Regions from separate parts of the Mus musculus genome. Here all the other regions are linked to region 3. The links are chromatin contacts, called in public Hi-C maps. All regions are on one chromosome and are shown on one strand. Each heading gives the region's core, a stretch centred on a gene start, on an enhancer-like site or on the middle of the called end of the contact. The rest is flanking DNA. Distances are from core to core; before and after follow the strand shown. Region 1 has its middle 9.6 kb from the start of Gm30483. Region 2 has its middle 20 kb from the start of Gm36234. Region 3 has its middle 81 kb from the start of Gm38992.

Evidence for each region. A called contact is a pair of places that touch in the nucleus more often than the background predicts.
Region 1: a Hi-C map of uterus shows a contact between it and region 3. The contact joins two enhancer-like sites. A contact is called at or near these places in 5 of 484 Hi-C or Micro-C datasets (myocytes and uterus) and 6 of 115 datasets of contacts at active chromatin or transcription factors (differentiating embryonic stem cells, embryonic basal ganglia, embryonic forebrain and 3 more).
Region 2: a Hi-C map of uterus shows a contact between it and region 3, with 5 times the contacts expected there. The contact joins two enhancer-like sites. A contact is called at or near these places in 2 of 484 Hi-C or Micro-C datasets (both in uterus).

The regions. Positions count from the first base shown.
Region 1 is chr7:37,335,323-37,339,760 of GRCm38.p6, forward strand. It overlaps a transcript of Zfp536 not described here. Among named protein-coding and RNA genes, the nearest start is that of Gm30483, 9.6 kb to the left of the region's middle. Within about 2 kb of position 1,714, at least 96 of the 459 cell types and tissues checked have an H3K27ac peak or open chromatin away from gene starts, as enhancers often do. A contact at or near this core is called in uterus, where this site is marked.
Region 2 is chr7:35,900,894-35,905,164 of GRCm38.p6, forward strand. No RefSeq gene overlaps it. Among named protein-coding and RNA genes, the nearest start is that of Gm36234, 20 kb to the right of the region's middle. Within about 2 kb of position 1,433, at least 22 of the 459 cell types and tissues checked have an H3K27ac peak or open chromatin away from gene starts, as enhancers often do. A contact at or near this core is called in uterus, where this site is marked.
Region 3 is chr7:36,459,989-36,463,806 of GRCm38.p6, forward strand. No RefSeq gene overlaps it. Among named protein-coding and RNA genes, the nearest start is that of Gm38992, 81 kb to the right of the region's middle. Within about 2 kb of position 2,538, at least 3 of the 459 cell types and tissues checked have an H3K27ac peak or open chromatin away from gene starts, as enhancers often do. A contact at or near this core is called in uterus, where this site is marked.

The sequences.
Region 1 (4,438 bases), core at 464-2,963, 870 kb after region 3:
AAGGTCCTGTGTACAAGCCCAGCCTTACCTTGCAGTGAGTGGGTGGGAGGGAGGGGTGAGGGTTTTACATCCTTCTCAGCACCAGATGGACCTCATTCCTGTACACACCCAGGGAAACAAGCAAGTGGGTGGTCGTGGCCTGTTCCCTGGCTTCCTGTTTTCCATTGTGTCTCTGAAAATGAACACATCAGCTCTTCCTTCTAGTTTCTGGTTTGCGGTAGAGTTTAAGTGCCGGAGGGGGGACCAATATGGTAACGAGGCTTGTGCCAAGGGTGTGCACTGCATCCCATTCAAAAGACACAGTGGTCAGAGGGAGGGACAGCTCTAATACAGTGAATAAGGAGGCAGTCTACCAGAAGTTGTTCTCCAAGATTACCTGTGATAATCCACAACTTACACACAGCACTCATCAAAACTAGCACGATTTCTGTAGGGTGTGTGTTGGGGGAACCCTGTAGATGGCACCTCTCTAAAAACTGGGGTCACCTTCTGCCAGCTGCAGTGCCATTCTAGGTCCTGAGGTCAGAGAATGTGTGATAGAGAATTATAGACACCCCATTCCTTAAAGGAATCCATGCCTGCTGGTTACTCACCCCCGGGGCCTTCATCCACGGGAGATGTATGGACATGATATTTTGAAATCTGCATTTTCCTAGCGTGCTCCCTTCCCTGCAACTAGTTCTGGAACAATGGAAAATGGTGTAGAAAAAAGACAGAAACATAAACTTTCAGACTGCTGGCTGCTACTGTGGCACGCCTATGAATGAGTGAGTGAGTGAGTGAATGAATGAATGAATGAATGAATGAATGAATGAATGAATGAATGAATGGTGCCCTCAGAAAGGTAGCTATCTCCCCACCCCACCCCTCTCTCATGGAGTCACAAAAGAAACACAATTCCTTTCTTCTCTTTTCTTCCCCCTAATAAAAGGCTCTTTCTAAAAATCAAAGGTGTCAGACTTTGCTCTCCCTTGCTGGCATGATCCAGAAGATGGCTGAGGAATGACAGATGTCGGCATCCAGCTGCAATGAAGCATGCAAAAGTTTCTCTCTAATCCACTTATTTCTCTGTAGTCACGTAAACCAAAACAAATGGGCAGGGCTTTACATTAGGATGGCAGGGTGGGGGTGGGAGGGACGGGAGGGACCCAAAGCCACAGCACTAGGACTTCCATTGCATAATGCAGCCTCCTCCACGCCATCTTGCTATGATTTTTCCCTCTGCATAAGGAAAAAAAAAATCTCCCTATAGCGTGAAAGGGTCCCTCAACGCAGGGGATCCAGAGAGTCAGCTCCTATGTCCTTTTGTCCCATACAAGATGACATTTCCCAAAGGGGCAGTTGTAAAGGCAGGATAAGGGCGTCATTAGCACAGGGAGGCCGCAGAACAAGCACCCACACGCAGGTACACACAAGCACCCTGTGACACACACATCACACACCAACACCCTGCTAAACTAACAGGATCGGTTTAATCACCAGCACCGTCGTTTTCAACTACTTGAATAAATCCAGGGGAATTATAAACGAAGCCCGTGTGTAATTAAAGTGAGGGTTGTTAGACTCTTCATTTAATAAAACACTTGAAAAGAAAAAGCCCTGGTAGGTCTTTTTCAATGCCAGGGGAAGCCGAAGGGGAGGGGCGCGCGCGCGCGTAGGCGAGAGAGGCCGGCCTCTTTTAGCGTGTAGCTGCGCCCACCTTGTGAACCCATTCCCCTTTCAATCTTGTAAGGAGCTGGGAGGGCGAGGATCGGGTCTGGGGCTCTGTCACCCGCCAGCAGTTGTAACAGCTGCGAAGCGCTCGTTTCAGTGCAGGCGGCAAGGAGAGATGTGACGGATTTCGCCCATGGCAGAATGGCGTTCCGTTTCTGGCCCTTCAGGCAAAAACAGTAAAAGAAAATTCGAGATTTCCCCCCTTAAACTTCCCACAACAACCTCAGCAGAGCCACATGACTCGCCTTCTACAATCTTCCCTGGTGTGCTCACTGCTACTTTGGCAGGAACTCAGAATTACTGTTACATAAATTCCATCTGATGCCAGAGAGACCATCTGTGAGCGGGAGCTGCTTCACCTACGTCTGCCTGCAAAGCCACTCTCCCCGAGACAAGGGAGAAGGGGGGAAAAGAATTTGATTAATTTGCAGAATGCTTGTGATTTGCTCATATATTATTATAACTCCTCATCAGCACATGACAAATCCCCAGCCCTGGGTGCAGGCACCCGTTTGATTCCAGCAGTTTCTTGCGTCGACACCTGACAGACTGCGGAGCTTCTAATGACTTTCAGATGCTTACAAACAGTGATTCTATCTTCAGAATAAAAAAAGGGGGAAAAATTCCATAGGAAGAAAAGAGGAGTGCACTTCTTCCTCTGGCGCAGTTCCTTCCTGGGTACCAACATTGATTTAACTGGGAGGGTGGCTGAAGCTTCTAGAAAGGGGCCCTCCCAGGCCCCACCACGGCTATGACCACACTGCACATAGAAACAAAGACCCCCGGATTCTGGAGGGCAAGTCAGCCGAGGCCACACTCCGGTGATGCCAGACGGTGCCCAGGTGCCGGCCAAGGCTAAGACGGGGTACTCTCTCCCAGCTTCTGCGTTTCAGAACCCTGGTAATTTTGTCCACTTTTAACACACCGATCATCTCTCGGCTTCTACACACACACATCTGTGTGCTGACTGCAGTTTGGTTCCCGCCTCCCCCCCCCCTCCTCCTCTTCTTTGCTTTTAAAACTCTGATTATGCCTCCAAACCTCTGCCTCTGTACTTGATTGCCTGTTTTAGATTAGAGATTTTTAGCCAGGAGACAAAGACTTCCGAATGCACATTAGTCCTGCGTATGAGGACCCACAGAAGGAAAAGCGATAAAACGCAACGTGCCATCTGTCCACAAACAATAACCTGTGTGTTTGGAGGCTCACAAATTACTTAGCACAGAACCTTCCCAAATTACAGAGCCTTGAGACAGAGCAGAGCTGCGAGTGAGACCCTCTTTGATGTCCTTCGGTATTTCCCACCCCCTTGTGCTCGCCCCCCAAATTGATTGCTAACAGTTGAGGAATGTCTCCGTGACAAGTAGATTTTTATTATCTGCATCTTCCCGGTTACATTTGGCCTGGGACCCCAGCAGGCGTGGCTCCCCCCAGCTGCAGCTGCTTGGGACAAGGGGCCCAGATGCAGTCTGTCTCCTGCGTGTGGTTGTGAGCTTGGGGCGGGGGCGGGGGGGGGGGCGGGGGGAGCAGGTCTCCTGATCAGGTCCCCTTTTGATACAGAAAGATCCCAACCAACTCTGCCTGCCCAGAGAGCCAGTCAGATGGCTCTGCTCAGGAAAAATAGTCAAGGTTTTGTTGGAGACACGGTTAGTCTGTTCAAATTGCCCTCTTGCCCACCTTCAGCCTTCTCTCCAGAAACTGTCTGATACCCGTCCTTGTTCTGACTCTAAGAAACAGCCTCAGGAGCCCACGGGCCATCAAAGACTCATAATGGTTAGCTAGTGTCTGTGGTTCCTCCAGAAAAATGCCTTATGAAATGATTTAGTAAAATGGAAGGCAGGGAAGAGCACGCGCATTGCTAAAGGAGGGGAGCATTTCTGTTTGTGGCTGGCTAGCAGGTTGACTGGCACTCCGTGCCTTTTGTTTGTAGGGCACAACAGCTGTCTTACCTAACCTGGCCCAACCCTTGTGTGGCTCCCCCGTGGCAAATCCTCCCACTTCCTGGAAGTGGAAACTGAGGTTCTGAGAGAGTCCAGTGTGAGTCTCAGGGAAGTTGTGGCGGCTGACTCCTGAAACTAGGCAATGGCCCTGGGCCACAGATGAACCCCCAGGTCCTGTTTTAAAGATAAGACCCTAAAGCAGCAGGAGGGATTAGTGGCATCCAGTGAAAAATGCCCGTGGTTGCTAGGAACAACCAGACAAGGGTGGACACTGCAGATGGAAACCTGTATGTCTTAACAGAGTTTCCAAATAGACACATCAATACACACATGAACACATAGACACACACACACACACACAGAGAGAGAGAGAGAGAGAGAGAGAGAGAGAGAGAGAGAGAGAGAGAGAGAGAGAGAGAGAGAACCTGAATATGACTGAATATGAACTATTAACTCCGTGAAGCCTCGTTCCCAGACTCACTTCAGTATAGAGACTCAATATTCCAAGTCTTCTCTGGACAGGGGGACTTTTTGCCTCTACTTGGGGGCTCAGTCTTATAGGAATGTATAACCCTCGACTGTCCAGCAAAGCCAGGCAGCCGGTAGCCTGGTAGATGATGGTGATCAGGTAGATAACCCATCAGGAGTCCTGGAGGTTCTGAGAATGCACTAGTTTTCATGGTAGACTCTTTAAATCTGAACTCAATAGAGACAAACTTTAAGTAAGGTTTGGCTGGAATGCACCGGGGTGGGAGCATGTCACTTGAGTTCAAAGAAACAGATAT
Region 2 (4,271 bases), core at 183-2,682, 560 kb before region 3:
CCCGAGTTTGACTGTCAGCACCTGGCTCCAGCTGCTTCTGGGTGGGCTTCAGATTTCTCAGTTCCGTAGCTTCCTGTCTTTTAATATCTGACTGAATAGGTCTTAATCACTTGCCCCTGTTTTTGACAAAAAAGATGTTTCTTGGAGATTCCTCAGTTTTTTTTTTTTTTCTGATGGACCTTGGTATAAATGTGGCAAAATGTCAAGAAAGCTTGAACTGGATTTTTGCCTGGGGTTGATATTAAAGTTGAAAGGATGGATGGGAGGGCATTAGCATGCCAGCAATACACATTTCATTTCATTCAGTAATTCTGCCTTTAAGTTTTTAAGTCATATGAAGAAGGGTTTCTGAATAAAAGGTTTTAGCCTCCGTATCAGCTGCAGGGACGTAAACAATTGAAGAGGGGGAATGAACTTGGTACACCTACAACTTAAAACACCCCACCAGCCCCGTGGCTTATCCTGGTAGGATGCTTGCCGGCCAAACCTGACAACCTGAGTTTGATCCCTGGGAACCACAGTGTGGAAGGAGAAAACTGACTCCCACAGATTATCCTCTGACCTCCATACCTACATCCTCTTCCCATCGTACACACACACACACACACACACACACACACACACACTCACACACACACACACACACACACACACACACACACACACACACACACACACACACACACACATACACACACGCACAGTGCATTGCCACTAGCAATAGTAATACTAGTGAAATTAAAATTGAAAATATTATGCAGCCCTTAAAAAGGTATTTTCCAGCTGTTTACAGAATTTACTTTAATTTGAACACTAGGTCAAACATCAGGTCTTCAGACAAAAAGCCTTGCTCTTTTCCTATGCCCATTTACCTCATCAAAACTGAAGCCAAACAGACTGAAATGTTAGTAAGTTGTCTTCATGAGAGAGGTGATTAGGGATGGTGGCTAGTTTTAAATTTGAGGGTTTTTTTTTTTGCCTTGCTTTATAGTTTTTCTGTCATTTGCATGTGTCATGTGTTGGATGTCCTGTGTGATGCAGGATGGCAGCCCTCAACCTCTGCGGAAGGAGCTCACAGCAGGTGCCTACAGCCTGGGGAGGGCTGTGGAGTCCGGGTGGCGGCAGCGGATGCAGTTTCTCACATGGCCGGAGGGTGGCAGTGTCCGCTCGCAGACTCCGGGCTGGCGGCTTTGATGACCTTTGTCAGCCGGCGCAGCCTCTCGTTTATCACCGATCACAGAGTGGAATGAACATATTTACTTGTGTTTTGCTTTCCACTTATAATATCTAGTGGCATGGGAGGGAAATGAAAACAATTGTTCATAGGGGAAATTTATGAGCTTCATCTGGCTGCATGATTCCCGCAGTTGCCCCAGCGCCGCCCAGAGAGTGGAGATGGCTCCTTATATCCCCAGAGGTCCTCATAGGGCCTTGCAATACTTGCCTCTGGCCAGCAGACTTTCCCACACTCTTCGCCTCCCTTTGAATTTGCAAGGAGAAGGAGCTTTACATGTCATCTTTTGGGGGTGGCACGGTAGTCCAAGCTGCAGGCTGAGTCCCACCTGAAGTCTGGGCTAGCCTTTATCTCTTGACAATCCCCCTAATTGCTTCTTCGGATGAGCTGCTGCTGGGGCAGGGCTCTGGGGACCCTTTGGAGCCTTAGAGAGCTCTCCAAGATCTGGATGGGGTGGGAGGGGCCCCTCCCTCTGAGGTTCTAGGAAAAGGGCAGCTCTGGGCTTAGTGTCCATGTGTGCTTTTTGTGTGGAAGAGTGGGAAACAAGGTGGGTAAGTCTACTCTTCCAGCCTGTCCCCGAATAGTGCCCCAGGCAGAGAGACAGGATTGCTCTCCCATGGAAGGCAGATAAGGAGGTGTCTTATTTTCAGGGGCTTTGGGCCCCAGGTTCACAGAACTTGGTGCTGAGAACCTGGAACCAGCTCTGTCTGAGGTCCAGATCTAGGCAAGAAGTTCTCCGAGAGCGACTCGTCTGTTCCTGCTGAGGCCACGCCCCTGACTCCAGCTTTCAAGGTCTCTGCAAAGAGGAGCCAGCCTCATGTTCCTTAACACCAGAGTGTGGAAAGGTGAGATGTGAAAACACAGAAGCAGCTATGGAACGCACGGCGGGGAGCCAGTACCTGTGTTGCTCCACAAGGCATTCTGGCTGCGCATGCGCTGGGGGGATGACAGCTATAAGTTGTCGAAGATCTGCAGCAGACCACCATAGGTTCACTATTCTGTTCTATCCTTTTCCTACTCTACAGGCCCACATTTCCATGCCATCTCCTCTTTCTTTTTTCCTCTTCTCTTTCCTTCTCCCTGCCCCTCTAACCCTACCCCCTTTCCTCTTTAATTTCTTACAGGTCCCTTCTTCTTTCCCTCCTCCCTTTCTCAGACCTGAGGTGAGTCTTTGTATTCCTGTGCTTGCTCGCCTGTGACCCACGCACACAGGCTCTTGCTCGCCCTCAGCATTGTTCCTGTCTGAGGCTGCCTCCTTCAGTTCCGTGGGTCTGCAAGGGTGTGACTTGACATGGGTGGGAGCTGATGTGAGATGCATCGGGCATCTTGGAGGTAGTGCCCCTCCCACGAGGACACCTACAGGTGAGCCTTTGGGGCCATCGGGCCAGCAGGTGTGCTGTGCACGGAGCATCAGGAAAGGCTCTGATGTAGGCCCAGTGCCCTGAATTTCCTGTCTTGGGACTCCTGGAACGAGGAGACTGAATCCATCCAGAACAGATCTTTGTCCAGTGAGCACTTCAATGGCAGAAACAAGAGAAACGGGTCCGCAGACCCCTGCATAGCTGTAGCGACACTAGTACTTGCCCAGGACGGTGGTTTGGCTGATCAGTGTTTCCAGCCCCCGGGACCCTCCCTCGGCTCATTATAATCCACCATATTTCCCAGTCAGTCTTATAATCGAATTACTCAAAATTGCACAGCTTTATTGCACAATGCTAAACTTCAAGACAAACAAATGCTCAGGTAATGAACAATTATTTATGACAAATTATTACCTTTACTCATAAGACTAGTGGTTTCTATTAAGCTTAGGAATGGTGCCAGGCCCTCCTCCCAGCCAGCCTCTCCTGCCTGCCCCTCCCAGCCAGCCCCTTCCTTCCAACCCCTCTCTGCCAGGGCGCTCAAGGAGCTGAGGGCGCTCTGGAGGGTGCTGCGTTTGTGCACACACCCGAAGTTGTTCCTGCGGGTGTGGATGAGGACAGGTAGTCCACTCTTCCCTAGAGTCGTGGCTATACCCCTGTCTCAGCTTCGGCCGGGCACTTCCTGTGGGGCTTCCGGTTTTCTTATCTCTTTTGCATACACCAAGACGGAGGCTCAAGCTCAGGGAAAACGGCTTCGCTTATCCATTTGTATTTAAGTTTTAGTGTTTTTCTCTTCTTTGAAACTAAACTCAACTTTAAAAATTATTTATGGACTCAATAACATATGTTTAGATTATTGAACCCCCCTTTTTCCTGGTTCTCAGGAGCAGAACCATCTCTCAGCTAATTATAACATACAGTATTTTCCCAGTAGTCCTACAATCAAATTATTCAAAATTGCATTTCTTTATTGCATATTGCTAAAACCCAAGACAAGCAAACATCAAGATAATAAACAATTATTTATTACAAATTATTACCTAATATATAAGATTAACAGCTTGTAACTATTAAGGTTAATACATGTGGTATTTATTATACTTATTTTGGAGCAAATATCTTTGTATAAAACATATGTTTATGTATTGCAATTAATGAGAAAAAGTGTAAGATTAACAATTTATGTTAGGTTTTGTTTTTAGATTTATGCGCACTGTAAAACTTATTTATTGCACTTATTAAAAGTATTTAATGATGGACTTTTAGATCCCGTCTTTTAATGCGCAAATATAAACTAAGGGAGTATTAAATTACAGAATGGAAAATTATAACTAAAGTCAAAGAATCTAACTATTTTCTGCTATAAATCTGCCTTAAAAAGATTATCAGTAGAATTACGGAATCTTTAAATAGTGGCCTTTATAGTACATAATGAGTTTCAGTGAGCTAGCCTCTGAAAGGCTTTTTTTTTTTTCCTCCATCATTAAAACTAAACTCAACATCTTACTCTTAAACATAAATGTAGCTAGAAGCATAAACACTGAGTCGTTTCATTTTATGATCCAAAGTCACATCGGAGGGAAGAGGAAGGAGTAGGGCGAGTTCAGAACAGCTGGAGGGACAGGGCAAGATGAGGGAAAACCGGGGGCCAGGGTAGGGAGTAACTGAGCAGCTTG
Region 3 (3,818 bases), core at 1,288-3,787:
AAGTACATAAAAGACCAAATCATGGGACATTATTATCTTCCTTTCTTAATTTTTATACTTAACAACAAAAAAGTCACATGGGTAGATATTGCATCATCTGCTCACTGTCATGGAAACATAAGTCAAAAGCAAAAGCTAATTCATCCATTCATTCAAACCACAAACACCTATCTCATCTAGCTGGGTCTCAAAGATTTAAACTTGACAAAGAAACTGCATGTACGAATTACTTATTGCAGCATAACAAACATTTCCAAAGCTCAAGGATTTACACTGCAATTTATACAGTATCACCAATGTGTCTGCAAGCTGGATAGGACGTAGCTGGTCTAAGACAGGCCTGGTTGGGCAGCTCTGCTTCAAGCTGGGATTGCTAAGGTGGCTTTTCTCTCTCTTCACATACAACTCTCATTTCCTTTGCAGGAAGAAGGCTCCCTGGAGCATGTTTGCCATGTGGTAAGATCAGAAACAAATGCCCCTCAATGCTGGCACACTGGTGCGTCCATCCATGGACAGGCCTCTACCTTAGCTCAAACCAGTTTCTGAATCAAGAGTCGGTGAAATTAAACACCATCCACAAGGAGACCACAGAAAGCAGGGACGACAGAAAGTGTGAGTAGAGAGGCAGACAAATAACTGTGGGAAAAGACCTTCTGACATTGCTGGGCGAAGGATCATGGTTTATTCCACTGGGATCCCTGTCGCCAAAAAATACTATAATCTGGACAGCTTATGGACAAAAATGACTCCTCGAAGTTCTGCAGGTTGGAGGGGTCCAAGTTCAAGACCATGCTTGGAGTACAATAGAATTTGGTGAGTACTGCTTTCTGGTCCAGGGAGCATGTTATTTTACTATGTCCTTGCCTGACTGAAGAATAAGGGGTCTTCATGGGACCTCTTTTAATAAGATCATGAATCCCATTCATGAAGGCTGTTTCAGTATGTGCTAATGCCCTCTAATGTCTTGGAGATTATGGTTTTAACATGAGTCTTGAGTTGGCACAAACACTGAGACCCTAGCCAATGGTGACTTTGCCTTAAAAGCAAATCTGTGCTTTTAAGAAACATGCCTCCCAATCCTTCCCCCATTCCCTCTCTGCTTACAGAAGAGAAGTGATTTCATCCCCGGGATGAGAACAGTCTGAGACCCATGGGTGGCTCAAGCAGGAAGAGCATGCCATTTCCTTAGCTCTCACTAAGTTGAGAGGCAAGGAAGCTCCTTGCTCCAGCCTCCATGTGGCCAAGATGCCTCCCAGGGCATCAAGAGCCTGTGTTGGCCTGTGCCTTCAGGCTCTATGTGGAGGAATCCAAGGGATCCTGTGTGGGCACCTCATAGGTCGTTTCAAAGCTGGCATTTTAATTCCTCTCTGACCCTTGAGTATATCCCTTATTTGATGACTCCAAGGCTCTGGCAAGAAGCACAGAACTTCCCCCAGTGGCACACACATTGTGCCTTTGAAAGCTTCCTGAGCAAGTTAAGTTGGGTGGCTAGGACCAAGGCTTAACAACCATAGGCATAGAGCATCCTCCTCTGCTGGGGTCACTGGGATGCGCTCTCTTCCTTCTCTCCCTACACTACTTCCTATTGATCTAGTAGTGCAGTAAATTATAGGCTCCTTCTCGCCATGTGACAAAAAAGTGGTCTTTGACAGGCAATTACTCCAGTGGATACAACTGGCCAGCCTTGGTTGTTGGGATTTTAAAATCTTTACTACTGAGGTTTGACCAGCCAAGTAATGCAACCCACTGCTTTTCTGTCTACGTTGACTGCCAGTATCTCAACTCTTGCTGTGACAATGCCATGCTGGCTGATGTAACTTGAGTTCAGCTGGAGTCACTGGGAAGAGGGAAATCTCAACTGAGAAAAGGCCACCGCCAGCCTGTCTTGGAGTCAACCCTGAGGGGATATTTTCTTGATTGGTAATTGATGATTGATATGGGAGGTCCCAGCTCACTGTGAGTGGTGTCACCCTGGGATAGTGGTCCTGGTGCTATTAGGAAGCAGGCTGAGCAAGCTATGAGGAGCAAGCCAGTAAGCCATGTTTCTCCAAGGCCTCCTTCTGCTTCCAGACTCCTGCCTAGTTTGTAGACTACAGGCTCTAAGACAAAATAAACACTTTCTTCATCAAGTTGGTTTTGGCCATGGTGTTTTATCACAGCAATAGAAACCCTAAGACACCACAGATAATTTATTCCCCCTTTTTAAGCAAGCGTCAATGTCTTCATCTGAAACATTTGAAAACAAGATATGGCCCTTCAAAACAATGGAGAGTCCAGTGGATGGAAGACACCTAACACTGTGCCTGGCTCACAAGAGTGACACCAGGAAAGACTGGCCATCATTTTATTCCCAGTCGAGTATTCCTGGCTTTTGAGGCGGACTCTGACAGACACTCAAGCATGGCCTCCCTTTAACAGATGTGCACGTCCTGCTTATCACAGCCTTTCATCTTTGCTTACAGCTATGTGGTGGTGATTCTCTGAGCAGATTTCAGAGAAGGTTTGTTTTCATAAATCATGTTTATATGTTACTGAGGCCTTGTTTACTGGATTGGGACAAGTTAAGAACATCAGGATCCACGTCTGCAGGGAAGGGAGGGAGATGTTCCGGGGAGCTGTTTATTATACACAAAGGTGGGAACAGGGCCAAGAGCCTGGCTTTAAAGTCAAACGCAGGGGCGTTTCACCATGTGACAGACATCCCCCAAGAAGAACTTGGTATGGCCTTTTCTCCCACATCCTAAAGCTATCCAAGTCCCCAGAACCCTTGGCTTGATTCTGTCAAGAGCTTCTGTCAAGAGTTAACTCCGGTTCCTAACCCTGAGCCTGGAGGATGTCACATTGGCATTGGCTGGACAGAGAGAGCAAAATGAAATGTTCGACATCTGTTAGAAGTCATATGCTTTCGACAGGGCATTCTCACGCTCAGCAGGAGCCAGACAAGTTCCTTCACAATGGAGATGTGCTGTCTTACTTTGGGGGGCTTCATGTGAGCCAGACAGGCCCTGGAGCTGCTATGCCTACTGTGCACTCTTGAGTAGACAGCACCAGGCATGGTGTGTGAATCTCTTCAGCCACCAGAAGGGCATAATAGCAGGCTGTGGAATGAAGATGTTTATCTGTAATCCACAACTGTTGCTTTTTGCTTTTAACTGTCAAATCACTCCACTTTGGATTTGGATATAGGTAGTTAGGTAGATAGATAGATAGATAGATAGATAGATAGATAGATAGATAGATAGATAGATAGATATTGATTTATTTAATTGAGATGGACTCTCTCTTTGAAGCCCAAGTTGAGTTTTAATTTGATATTCCCAGCTTCAGCCTCTTGAGTGATAGGATTAAAAGCATGCCTTATCCGGTGTGGCTTTTGGTTAACTGGTTTTGTTTGCAGTGATGGGACTTGAACCTAGGACCTTGCACGTGTTAGACAACCACACTGCTGCTGAGCTACATCCCTACCTCGCTTTTTCTTTTAGTTTGAGACATAGTCTCCTTAAGTTGCTCAGGCAGGTCTTCAACTAATTAATTCTGTTTCCCAAGCTGGCCTTCCATTTATGATTCTACCACCTCAACCTCCCAAGTAGCTGAGACAATAGGTGTACACTACCATGTCCAGCTCCTAGTGGATTTTGTTACAAGACTTTTACCTCCTTTGTATACATTCTCTGAAGACTCCAGAACATTCTGCTTCCGTGGCCTCTGTACAGCTCTGAAACATCACCCTATCTTGTTGCTGCTGATAAAGTCAGTCTTCACTAGTGGCCTTGAACCTGGGAGAGGTGTACATCCCGGTGATTAACAGGCTTGGGAGG